Regions from separate parts of the Drosophila melanogaster genome. Here regions 1 and 3 are each linked to region 2. A link is a contact called in public Hi-C and HiChIP or PLAC-seq data. All regions are on one chromosome and are shown on one strand. Each heading gives the region's core, a stretch centred on a gene start, on an enhancer-like site or on the middle of the called end of the contact. The rest is flanking DNA. Distances are from core to core; before and after follow the strand shown. Region 1 holds the start of Men-b (Malic enzyme b). Region 2 holds the start of spz (spatzle). Region 3 holds the start of CG31075.

Region 1 (3,581 bases), core at 599-3,098, 82 kb after region 2:
CCAAATTACCAGGCGCAGATACATAAATTAGTTGGCTTTGGCTTTAGCTGCTTTTGCTTGTAATTTGCAACACGAACGGACTGGCGCCATATTTGTTTTTGTTGTTACTTTGGGCATGTACATGTGCATGCGGACGTGCATGTGTTGGTGAGTGTTTCCAATTTGAATTGAGAGTGCAGCTTGCACACACGTATTGTGCAAAAAAACAAAAAGGAAAAAACAACACGCCGAGATGCAGTTGCTGCAACGTCAGCGAATTCGAATTAATCATCGGAAACGAAAATGCGGTTAAAACCCAGCTGGCTAACAGGGTGCGAGCGAGAGGGCGCTAGCCTATAATGAGAATGAGCCAGGGCCAAAGGCTGACGTCACAACGGCACAGTTAAAACACACACAGGCACATTTGACACCATTTGTTGCTCTCTCTCTCTATCGCGCTCTGCTCACTATTTTAATTAATTGCGCTGCGCTCTCTCTTGTTTTTGTTGTTTGTTTTTTGTGTCAGTGATAAGAGGGCACTACTAATCGGGCTATCTTTCATCATTTATGCGAAAATAGGAGCAGAAAACAAAAACTGTACCTTGGGTTTGTTTAGCCAGCGTTTAAACGTGTCCATCGCAGGAGGTTGTTTCTTTCCAGCTGCAGCTCCACAGTTGTTGCTCTGCCTCCTCCCCTCCTGCTCCTGCTCCTCGTCTTCTCCTCTTCCGCTGCTCTTTCTTGTTGTCCTTGCTCTCGCGCACACAAACACACGCACTCACTCACTCACTCACTAGCACTGTACACCAACACAAGTGCGTACGAGCCAAACAAAACAAAGAAAAATGCTATTTGTTTGGCAACTGCTAAATGCACATTACTGATTTTAACACTTATTGTGAATTTTGTTTAAATGCCTTGGCCTCTTCGCACTTTGCTTTCCTGCCTTTTGTTGTTCTGCTCTATCTTCTTGCTTTTTCACTTTTCGTGCTCCTCACACGCGTGACTCTGCGGTCGCATTAGGTGGAGCTGCATTTCCCTCGCGGAAACTGCGTCGGTTGTCCTGTGGCGGCCTGCAGAGGCAGTGCGTCAAAGCGGAGGCTGACCACTCGAATGTCGGGCGACTCGGATTGCAAACTTTTCCATTAAACTCGCGCAGCACTCATCCGCCCTTCGCGTTGCGATGCGATTTCCGTCGACAGCGGAGCGTCCGTGCGTTCGCAGCAAAGTTTTTTTTTCGATTAATGTGACCAGTCGGCGGGGTCTGCGATTAGTACTGCCAAGAGTATGGCGCTCTTCGGTTCGGGGGAAAATGCTGAGGACGTGTAAAAACTATCCTACACCGTTCACACTAGCAATGCGATATTGTTGTACTGTTGGATTTTCAATGTTTGACATAAGCTTATAGCTAATTGTATATCTTATCACTAAAGTTGGTAAACTGTCGAATTCGAACTATTAACATTCGTATTTGCCAAAATCAGCTTAGTATAAACACATTGAATAATTTTAATCAATAATTAATTAATGATAATAATAATAATAATAAATTAATAATAATAATAATAAAATAATAATATTAACAATGATAATAATTAATTATTACATAATATATAATGTTGTATTTCACATAGCTTAATGAATAAATTAGAATGGGTACAAACATTTACGGCTTGAAACGCTTTAAATTTACTCAAAGTTCGAAAGTGAACTAAACTTTAGGCTAACAGGTTCGCTTCCCCACTGCTTGTCCGTTCGAAAAGGTTCGAGTGCGCACTGTCCGCCAGTGGAGTACCGCACCCTGCATTCGCCTCGCACATCTGTCATTTTTTAGTGCCATTCAAGTTTCGCTGGCGCTTTCGCGTCGCTTGGTCACTAGTGTCGTTTTCGTAAGTTGTTGGGGTGGGTTAAAATCCGCGCGCAGAGCTATAATTTTATTCCTGGAAAATCGTCGTTGTCGCTGACCGCGTCGCATTGCAAAGTTACCGTACGCCACCGAAAGTATTAGCCCTTTGTAGCCGGACAACTGTCAAACGGATTTGACTGACACAAGAGCAGTGATATTAGCAGCGCAACGGAAAGCAATTATACGACATAAAAATGTTCTCACGACCCAGGTAAGCTTTTCTTTTTCGTTTGGTTTTTTATGCAAGGACTCGCCTCGAAGGATTTGTGTGCGCGTGGGTGTGTGTGTGCCTCGGGCGCAAATTATGTAAGATTTCACGATGCGGGAGGAGCAACTGCCCCAGCTGGTAGCCCAGTGACCTAGTCACTCGGATCAGACGAGCGGCCGCCAAGGCGTCCGTGTATATATACAATATATTCACATAGTATATCATCCCATTTCCCCTTCTCTTTTCCTCCTCCTTTTGCTGCGCAGCTTTCGTTTTCACTGGGAAGCGCTATGTGCGAGCGAGAGGGATTCCGATTGGGAATCGCACATGGCCTGGCATTGACCCTTCGGCTTCCCTCCCTTTCTCGCACTTGCTGGTCCCGTTCGGTGAACAGCTGTTTTCAGAATTTTCACTTTTCCCTTGCAATTGCATAAGCGTTTTCGAACATGCATGTCTTCGTTTTTTGGCTGCCAAACAAGAAACAGCTGAAAAAATCAATGGGCTGCAGAGAGAGAAACGGGGTGCTACGTATCATAAGTATATGTGCTTTAATTTTGCTTTTCTTCGGTGGAGGAATATCGCCGCACATAATTCGTATGAATTTTCTATGATTCACAGTTGGATAGGAAGTACAAATACGAATGTATTCCATTGTTTAGTAGTATTCTAAGAAAAAAAAAGGAATGGAAAGTTTATCATCATACTTTTACAATCGAAAACATTTTGTTTCCTGTGTAGCGAAAACACAACACCTTCAATACCATGGACATGGACATATATTCGAAAGATGGTCTGGCGGAATTCTAAATTTAGTGCATATACCGAAAAAATGTGTGCTTTGTTTCGCCGCTGTCAGCGTTTTTCGTTGCCAAGTTCATCAAGAATGTTTTCAGCTGGTCTGCTATCTTGCCTCTCGTTCCCACGCAAACCGTTAGCCAGAAATTTGGCTAACAAAAAATGGAAAGACGTAAAGAGTTTAATGAACTTGCCCAGCTTTTTCCTTCAGACTCCAGTTCTTAGGGCTTTTAAGACCCTAAAAATAATTATTGGTAGCACTCGGAGTATGGGGGTATCATTTACGACACGCACTTATTCCGTGTATTTGGCTCAGATATGCGAAATTGTTTAGCACTCGACGTGGTGGGGGCTCATGTGAGTGCCATTCAAATAAATGGAAAAAATTGACGAGTGATAGCGTTACCTAAACGATAATTATCAACCCAAAGTGCTCGCCTTTTGTCGGTGCAAGGGATCTCGGGGTTTCCAGCCCGGCGCACGTCACTAACCGGTTTCAACTTGACCAAAATCCAGCAACGACACCGATACCGACCCTCTGCCAATCCCAATTCCACTCCCCGCGAGCATGATTCCATCAATGAACCGCAAACACAAATTAGTCACACGCCTCTGTCCCGCGATATTTGCCTCTCTCGTAATTAGCACCATCTATTCGAACTGCCAGCTAGCAAAAACCAAACAGCAGGGGTCAAA
Region 2 (3,834 bases), core at 1,313-3,812:
GGTGAGAGTTTTGTTTGCAGTTCATCAACATTGCCAAGACAACGGAGTATATATTCGTGGGTCGGTGCTCGGGCTCGTTTGTTTGTCAACCCAGACTTCTCTCTCTCTCTCTCTCTATTGTCGGGCACTACATTTGCGTATTCAAAAGGTTTGAACAGCTGTTTTTCGGGCAAGCGCAGTTTTCTCTCGCAATTCTATAGTTCCGTTGAGTTAGGACCCGAACCTATATACATATAACAACAGCCAGAGTCCAAAATCAGAGTTGATAATCCCCTCGAGAGTTGCCTCTAGCTTAGCAACTTGAAAACGGATGTCCCTCTTCCGCAAGCAATAAAGACTGAATAATTGGAAAATCTAAAGGCAAGCCGATCCTGAATAAAAATCAACATAATCCAACCGGAAGGTTATTTATATAAAAGAACAAGCCAATAGTTGCTTTTAATGTATTGATAATCCGAGGACCATAATTATGCAAATAGCTTGGCGATTTTAGAATTATCAGCACTTTTAGTGCTACTCTTTAAAATATTTCTATGTTATATATATATGTATATGCAGTGATATAAATAAGCCTTGATAATAGCCCCTAATCTCGTCAAGACTTTTTATTATGCTTAAATTCTTGAATAGAGTCCATGGAATCGTCAACAGAATTTACCCAAATTAAAATTGGGTCTCGACGAGCATGTAGAAAACCCGCTTTAAGGTGCCAACCCATCTGAACTTGATTGTCTGAGAACTTTTGCGATTTCTCGGAAATGTTTTTTCCCAATCAATTAGCAATCAACCTTTTTTTAAACGCGTTCATCAGTGTTTGGCGTAGACGCAACTAAGGCAAACATTGGATCGTTTTTCCATCACAGTTTTAGGTTTTCCGTGAACCTATTGGAATTTAGCTAGAACTGAAAACGATCTTTAGAACCGGTCCGCTGCGGAATTCGCGGAAAACCGGAAAGACAAAAGTTCTCGGGCGCTTTTCAAACGGATTTTCTAACATTCGACGCCATTAATACGAACTAATTGCTTTTCTCACAGAGATGATCATACAATTTGTCCGGCAGTAAATTACTTCCAAAGTCGTGTGCAGAATGTCTGGCATTGTTTGTGTCAATTAATATTATTGTAATGCCTATGATGTGCATTTATCATATAGAGAATGAAAATTGCACATAACCTGCCGCTGGCAATGCGAACAGGTTTTCTAGTCTGTGACTAAATTTAAACTTGAAACTGCCCTTCGGCTAATGGAACTGCTAGAACAACTATGGAAAATCTAAAATAAATCTTAATAGCTAAAAAGCCCATAGCCCGAAATATATTGCAATGAAATGACAGTTATGTTAAGCATAGATTAACACGGAACAGAAAAAAACAGAAATGCAGTCGAACTTTCATAACTGGAACAAGCGAGCACCTGTTTCAAATAAACAAAAAATCAAGTTCTGGAGTCTTAAGATCTTAAGTGCTTGTCTTAAGAAGACAAGGAGACTTTAACCTTTTATCAGATTAGATAGATTTGGAATAAATTATTGTTTCGACGCAAAGATCTTTAAATTTTAAAACTTTAACTTCTTTTGAAAGTTTCCCTTATGGAGGTTCGACTGTTTTGAAATTTGTAAAATTGTAAATTTCTCACCGTGGCAAAGAAGGCGAACAGCAGCAGCAGGACTTTGAACAGCGATATCCACATGGGCGTCATCATGCTCGATCTCGGGCTTAATCAATTGGATTTATAAATATATATAGATTCTGCGGACGGCGAACGTCTGCGTCGGGGATTAGTAATAGTATATAGCAGGTGATTGGCGGATCGGTGGCGTCTTATACCAATTTTCTTATTTCTACAACTTTGTTATTATAGCGCCGGCTGCTGTTGTTTTTTAGTGATCTGTGCGTTTTTTTCTTTTTATGGGCTTTGCGTATATAAAAAATAAACAAACTGGCACGACTAAATGTTAATGCCGGGCCTTTATACTGGTAGCTGGTGTTACTGTTGCCTCTTATTTATTTATAAATATTTTGTGCGGTGGCTCTGTGTGATATGTTGGCTATTCCGTTTTGTTTGTTTCCTTTGCACGTTTGCGAGACACACAGACAGACACTTCAATTAGTCGGTTTGCTTTTCACTTTAGTTTCGCTCTCGCCGCTTTAGTGGAACCGTTTTCGGATCGGTTCGATTTGGTTGCTCTGATGAAATGCCGCGATATTGATATCGTTTATAACCGATTTGGCTTGCAACTGGGCAATGGGCTATCCAAGTAGCTGATCGCAGGATATGTGAGTCTTCAACTTTTCGGCTCTGTGCGCCGTCTTTGAGTGACACGAAAAGCTCGAGATGAATGCGCTTTTATGGACCTCAAGCCCGATACCATCTGCCACCGATCTTAAGTGTTTATAGCGACGCGCGCTGGGATTTTCCGGTCAGATCGAGAGTTTCACCATATCTCCCGGGCATGCAGAGTGTTAAGCATTAACCAAGTTCGATTTCGACTGCGATTTCGATTTGGATTTCTCGCGATCGAGAACACACGACAGCGAGAGCGCACGTCTGGGAGGCAACTGAAAATGAAAAGTGGAGCCCAGAGGCCGCCGACTCGACTCGTCTGCTCCCCCAAACAATTGCTCAGTGCTTAAGTGCAGCTTTAAGCTAGCTTGCGAGAGTGTGAGCGGGAGCGGGCGCTGTGCGCGAGCGAGACGCCGCCGGTCAGAGGCGGTGGAAGCGGGATGGGTAGTGAGCGCGAGGGTCGTGCGAGGGAGCGGGACGTCTGGGCGAGCGGACCGCGATTTTATCACAGCTGACTCCGAGCAGTGCTACTAATTGCGCCTGCTTCACGAAAAACTTTACCAGTCGGAATTATCTGAATCATATTACACTTGGAGAAAAGTAAGTGCACATCAAACTAACACTATAATGACTAACGTTTTTAATTACATCTGTTGTTAAACCAAATACAAATCACTGGAGCTTTAAGAAGAATATCAAACCCTCAATTGTACTATTTTAACACATAAGTTAAAAACATACTTTCAAAAACTAATTCCATACAAACATTTTATTCATTCTAATCAGCATAGTTGCCATAAAGCTTTGCATAAAATGTACATATCGTTTGAGTGGCATTTGACACCAAAAATTAACTTCGTTATCGCAAAATTTTTTAAAACAAATATTACGAAAAAGTTAGAGCAGCCACAGAGTAATGTTTGGATGCCTCGAAGTCAGAGCTTTGTTATCTGCGGAAGTCAATCAAAGCTGCATTTTGGATGATTAAGTTTCCGTTTGAAATAATGAATACTGTACTTAATAAACACTTATGTACAAATTTGCCCTTTTCGTCGACCCATTTTAGTAATTAACTATTATCTGTCCGCTTGTTATTGAACATACGCGATTAGAGATTTATTGCTTTTTTATTAGGTATACTTAAAGAAGCAGCGATTGAATTATCACTTTTATTTAAATCCAGAAAGAAAACAAGTTTATAGGTAGCCCGAAAATATAGAAATTTCCCCGAGCTGAAAATAACCAAACTTTGTGGCAAGTGGGTGGTTGATTACCACCTTCTCTATCGGGCTAAACCCATGTTAGCCAAGTGTAGGGCTTCTCACAGTCGGTCAAGTTGACCTGTGAGAAGGTGCCGGCCAGCACTTGTTGCTGCTGAAAGTAAAAGTGGTGCCGGGCCAAAGCTCGGCATCAAAGCTCGCGGAGCACAACTGCTCTGCTCTCGGCACCACCACCAATGAAACTATCCCCACGTTGGAGCCCATCTAATATTTCTAACACATTTGATATTCCGAACGGGTGCCGCAAACGCCAGTTCCGTTGGCGCACGC
Region 3 (3,672 bases), core at 416-2,915, 82 kb before region 2:
TCGCCGAAGAACTTGTCGGTCCAGCCGGCGTAGTACTGCAGCGTCAGGATCGAGTAGGTCACATCGAAGAGGGCCTCAGCGTAGGGCTTTCCATTGTCCTGGGTCTCCAAGCTGGCCAGGAATGCCTTGTCCCGATCCATCAGGGCACAAAGTCTGCAGGGGATTATATTGTTATACTTTATTTACGTGTGATTTATGGGTAAAACTAACTTGTTCATCAAATTGGTGCGCTGCAGAGGACTCAATTTGCGCCATTCCGAGTCGCGATGGAAGGCTTTCTTGGCCGCTTTCACAGCCAGGTCGATATCAGCCTAATAAAATATTAAGAATAATCAACAGGTACATTTCACCATCGTATCTCTTTCGAGAATGCTGGACTCACCTTATCTCCCTCGGAGACTTGGACAATCTCCTTGGATGTAGCCGGATTGAAGGTGGCAAAGGTCTTGCCCGACACCGAATCAACGAACTCATTGTTGATGAAAAGCTATAAATAAATAAATCAAGTGAGTTTTGATTTAGTGGAAAGTAAATGGAACCAATGGAATCTTTTCCGCCACCTGACAGTAATTGGGTTCGCACTGGGCATAAGTATGATCAAATTTCGACCACTTTCGTGAAACAGCCAATTGGTGTGCCAGTAGTTTTTGCAATTTGTTCATCATTGTTAGCCCAGTTTGTCAGCGATTACTTATCCGCTCAAACAAGTTATCAACCCCCCCGATTGGCCCATTTCAATTTGCCGGGGACACGCGATAATGTAAACACTGTAAAGTGTAATTCTAGTCACGATTCCAAATTGTCGAGCATGTAAAAAATACAAAACTGTTGACAATAAACCAAAGCAGTTTGAGGCTGTTATCTAGTGTTGATTTAAATTATAATGGGTCGTTGGGCGATATGAAATCGTACGACCAGCGTTCTTAAACTTTCAAGATAAAGTAGTCCGCTTATTGTAATCAATTGGAAACAATAATGAATATAGAGAAGTGGGCGTTAAAAATAAGGGCATTATAAGGAGTTTTTACTTTACAGAGAAAGAATCTTTATTAAATATTCGACTAATTGATTAGTTTTCTTTTATATATAATATTTTTTCATAATTTCGCCATTGTAAATGAGCGTTCAAAGTCTTATTCGTATCAGAAAAAAGTTCATGTTGGTCCCCAACGAATGTTTTCTTATCAGCATAGCAAACATCTTAATTATTATTGCTCTATTTCTTTTTTTTTTTTTTTTTCGAATCTGTTTATTTTTTTCATCCCACATCTGTTGATAACAATTTAAGCCCTCTATCTCCGAACAAACTAATTGCTGTTTTTTTTTTAAAATAATCGTACATATGCGTAAGGAGGCCAAAATTGCAAGTATTTGTACATATGTACTTAAATTGCGACACAAACGAGTTTGATGTGTTTCACTAGGCAGCTTACTTTAAATCATTTAACTTGTAATGCAGAAAGTGGAAGTTCAATGCACCTAGCTTAAGTGCAGCGCAGTAAGAGGGATTTGCATTATTTAATAGACAGCTGCCCACACACAATATTTATACTCACTTTTGTGTACTTGGGCTTGGCGTTGGGATCGGCCATATTGAGCGATATATACACCTTCAAGAACTGGAATAGAAACCGGCTGTCTGGGAGACGTCGCGAAACTGAAACTGAAATGCTGCCAGATGCCGATTTATATAGAGCCCCGATAACTGGCTATCAGCGATTTGTTTTGCACTGCCGTTCATCAGATTCTCACTTTGCTTGTGGTCCTCCTCTGAATTATCATTTGCCGGCCGGCATATACAAGTGCCCTACAATGTGTACGGATTGTCCATCGATTCTTTAAGTTATATGGCTTAAATATGGTTATATCAGAATTTTTAGTTAAATATATTGTTTTTAATACTACATTTATTTTTACTATACTTGGTGATATTGATTTATCACAAAAAATTATTAATGACACTTGTTTGTAATTTGACCACTGTAAGCTTTTGGGAGCGGTTGATGTCTTGGCTAGATATCCAAGACACTGTCTTATACGGATTGTGTCTAGGATGTGGTCTTATACTTTAGCTTGTATAAAATGCCCAAACTTCAATTAATAGATCAATGGGTAATATAGGGAGTTTTAAAATTTACTTCATTAAATATAAATAGGTTAAATAGTCTTATTTGCTTATAATTTCAGACACTTGTCGTCTGGATAAGCTGTTTGCCATTGTAATTTTTTATGGGGAAACTTTCGTATTTGTAGGTGCGTTGAACCAGTCCATGATCCAGAAATTTCAGTTTACTCAGCGACTGTGCAATGTAGTTGCTGAAACAGATCGGCAGCTATGTATAGATAGATCAATATTGTAACAGACACACCCACCTATAGTACTCGTAGTCGTAGCGCAGGTATGTGGAGAACGGCTGCAGTTCCAAGCCATCCGGGCAGATCGGATTGCCATGGAGGCTCAAATACTGCAGATTGGGAAAGAACTTTCTGATCAGTCGCATTGTCGTCGGCAGGTCACTGAACTGGAATCGATAAGAAATTGCAATTTTCGACGTTTATTTCTAATATACAGCAATTGAACTGTGATTCTGTGGCTTCACCTCATTTTTGTTGAGCATCAGTACTTCCAATTGTGGCAGCGGGCAAGTCAGTGTCCTCAAATGAGCCTCATGCATGCGATTGCTGTCCAGCACCAAATGACGCAGCTGCTCGAAGTCCGCCAACCAAGACAGATCCTTTAGACAATTGTGACTTAGATCCAGTTGCTCTACATGATCAGCATGCTTCTTAACTAATTCCTGGGGCAGTGTTCGTAAATTCTGTTGCACCAAAATGAGCTAAACCGGTAGACAAAATAAAAGAGATACGACTTTTAATCTTGGCTAGATAAGCTTGATTTTCCTACCTGACTGTCGTTATTTTCAGGCCTTTCCATTGCTCTGAGATAAATCGTATCTGTGGTTAGCGAGATACCTCACCGGCGATCTCCTCGTGAGCAACTGAAATGAGTGCTCGATTGTGCTGCATTCCGTAGCCGAATGCTTTTGTTTTTGGACTGTCTCTTTATTTTTTCATTTTAATTTTTTAAATACCCTACATACATGATTTTTCTGGGCATATGCTTTTATATAAGATTTTTGTTGATAATCATATGAAAATGAATCTATAAATTATGATTAATAAAGATAATCAACTATTGATCAGCTATCAGCTATTTGGTATTAGGCTATCTAAAATGATAAGGCACTTGGAATCAAAAAGTTAAAATATTTCGGAGCCTATGAGGTATTGAAAAGTTGAAACCCTCGACTCCAGTAACCTACTCCATATGCTCTTTGTTTGCGTATAACTTTGTTTGGCTTCTGTGAAGCTTTTTTCCACGACTGACGATTTCTTTCATCGCCTGAACTTGTTCAAGGCGAGAGAGGAAGAAAAACGCTAGTGATAAGTTATCAAGAGTTAACTGACATGTAGATGGCGCCAGCGGGCGACTATGATTGCACATAGAGTATACGACAAGTGGACTTAAATAGGAGACCACATTTAGTAACGGCCATTTAGGGGCTAGTCCTTCGAATGGCTTTAAGCCACTTCAAATCGGAACTGGTCAAGTGCAAGTGGCGCGATAAGTGCTCCACAATGGCAAAGAGCTGGTAAATACATTTTTAATTG

The links. Hi-C and Micro-C count contacts between places; a contact is called where the count stands out from the background. HiChIP or PLAC-seq counts read pairs in DNA pulled down with a chosen protein or histone mark.
Region 1: a contact with region 2 is called in a Hi-C map of the Kc167 cell line, with 4 times the contacts expected there. The contact joins the promoter of Men-b here to the promoter of spz in region 2. A contact is called at or near these places in 4 of 107 Hi-C or Micro-C datasets (the Clone 8 cell line, the Kc167 cell line and the ML-DmBG3-c2 cell line).
Region 3: a Psq HiChIP or PLAC-seq map of the Kc167 cell line shows a contact between it and region 2, with 6 times the contacts expected there. The contact joins the promoter of CG31075 here to the promoter of spz in region 2. A contact is called at or near these places in 1 of 1 datasets of contacts at CTCF or cohesin (the Kc167 cell line), 21 of 107 Hi-C or Micro-C datasets (the Clone 8 cell line, the D17-c3 cell line, the Kc167 cell line and 8 more) and 3 of 6 datasets of contacts at active chromatin or transcription factors (the Kc167 cell line and the S2 cell line).

What each region holds. Positions count from the first base shown.
Region 1 is chr3R:27,149,814-27,153,394 of dm6, forward strand. It overlaps Men-b (Malic enzyme b), which reads left to right and starts at 1,849. Exons shown (of 7, transcript NM_143702.4): 1 at 1,849-2,093. The coding sequence starts at 2,077. It overlaps CG6051, which reads right to left and starts at 1,256. Exons shown (of 5, transcript NM_001300627.1): 1 at 581-1,256. The coding sequence starts at 616.
Region 2 is chr3R:27,067,508-27,071,341 of dm6, forward strand. It overlaps spz (spatzle), which reads right to left and starts at 2,563. Exons shown (of 6, transcript NM_001144644.2): 1 at 1,637-2,563. The coding sequence starts at 1,702.
Region 3 is chr3R:26,986,852-26,990,523 of dm6, forward strand. It overlaps CG31075, which reads right to left and starts at 1,666. Exons shown (of 5, transcript NM_170304.2): 1 at 1,557-1,666; 2 at 383-487; 3 at 211-311; 4 at 1-153. The coding sequence starts at 1,592. CG31076 reads right to left here and starts at 3,001. Exons shown (of 4, transcript NM_170305.2): 1 at 2,906-3,001; 2 at 2,601-2,837; 3 at 2,374-2,522; 4 at 2,184-2,316. The coding sequence starts at 2,935. The coding sequence ends at 2,184.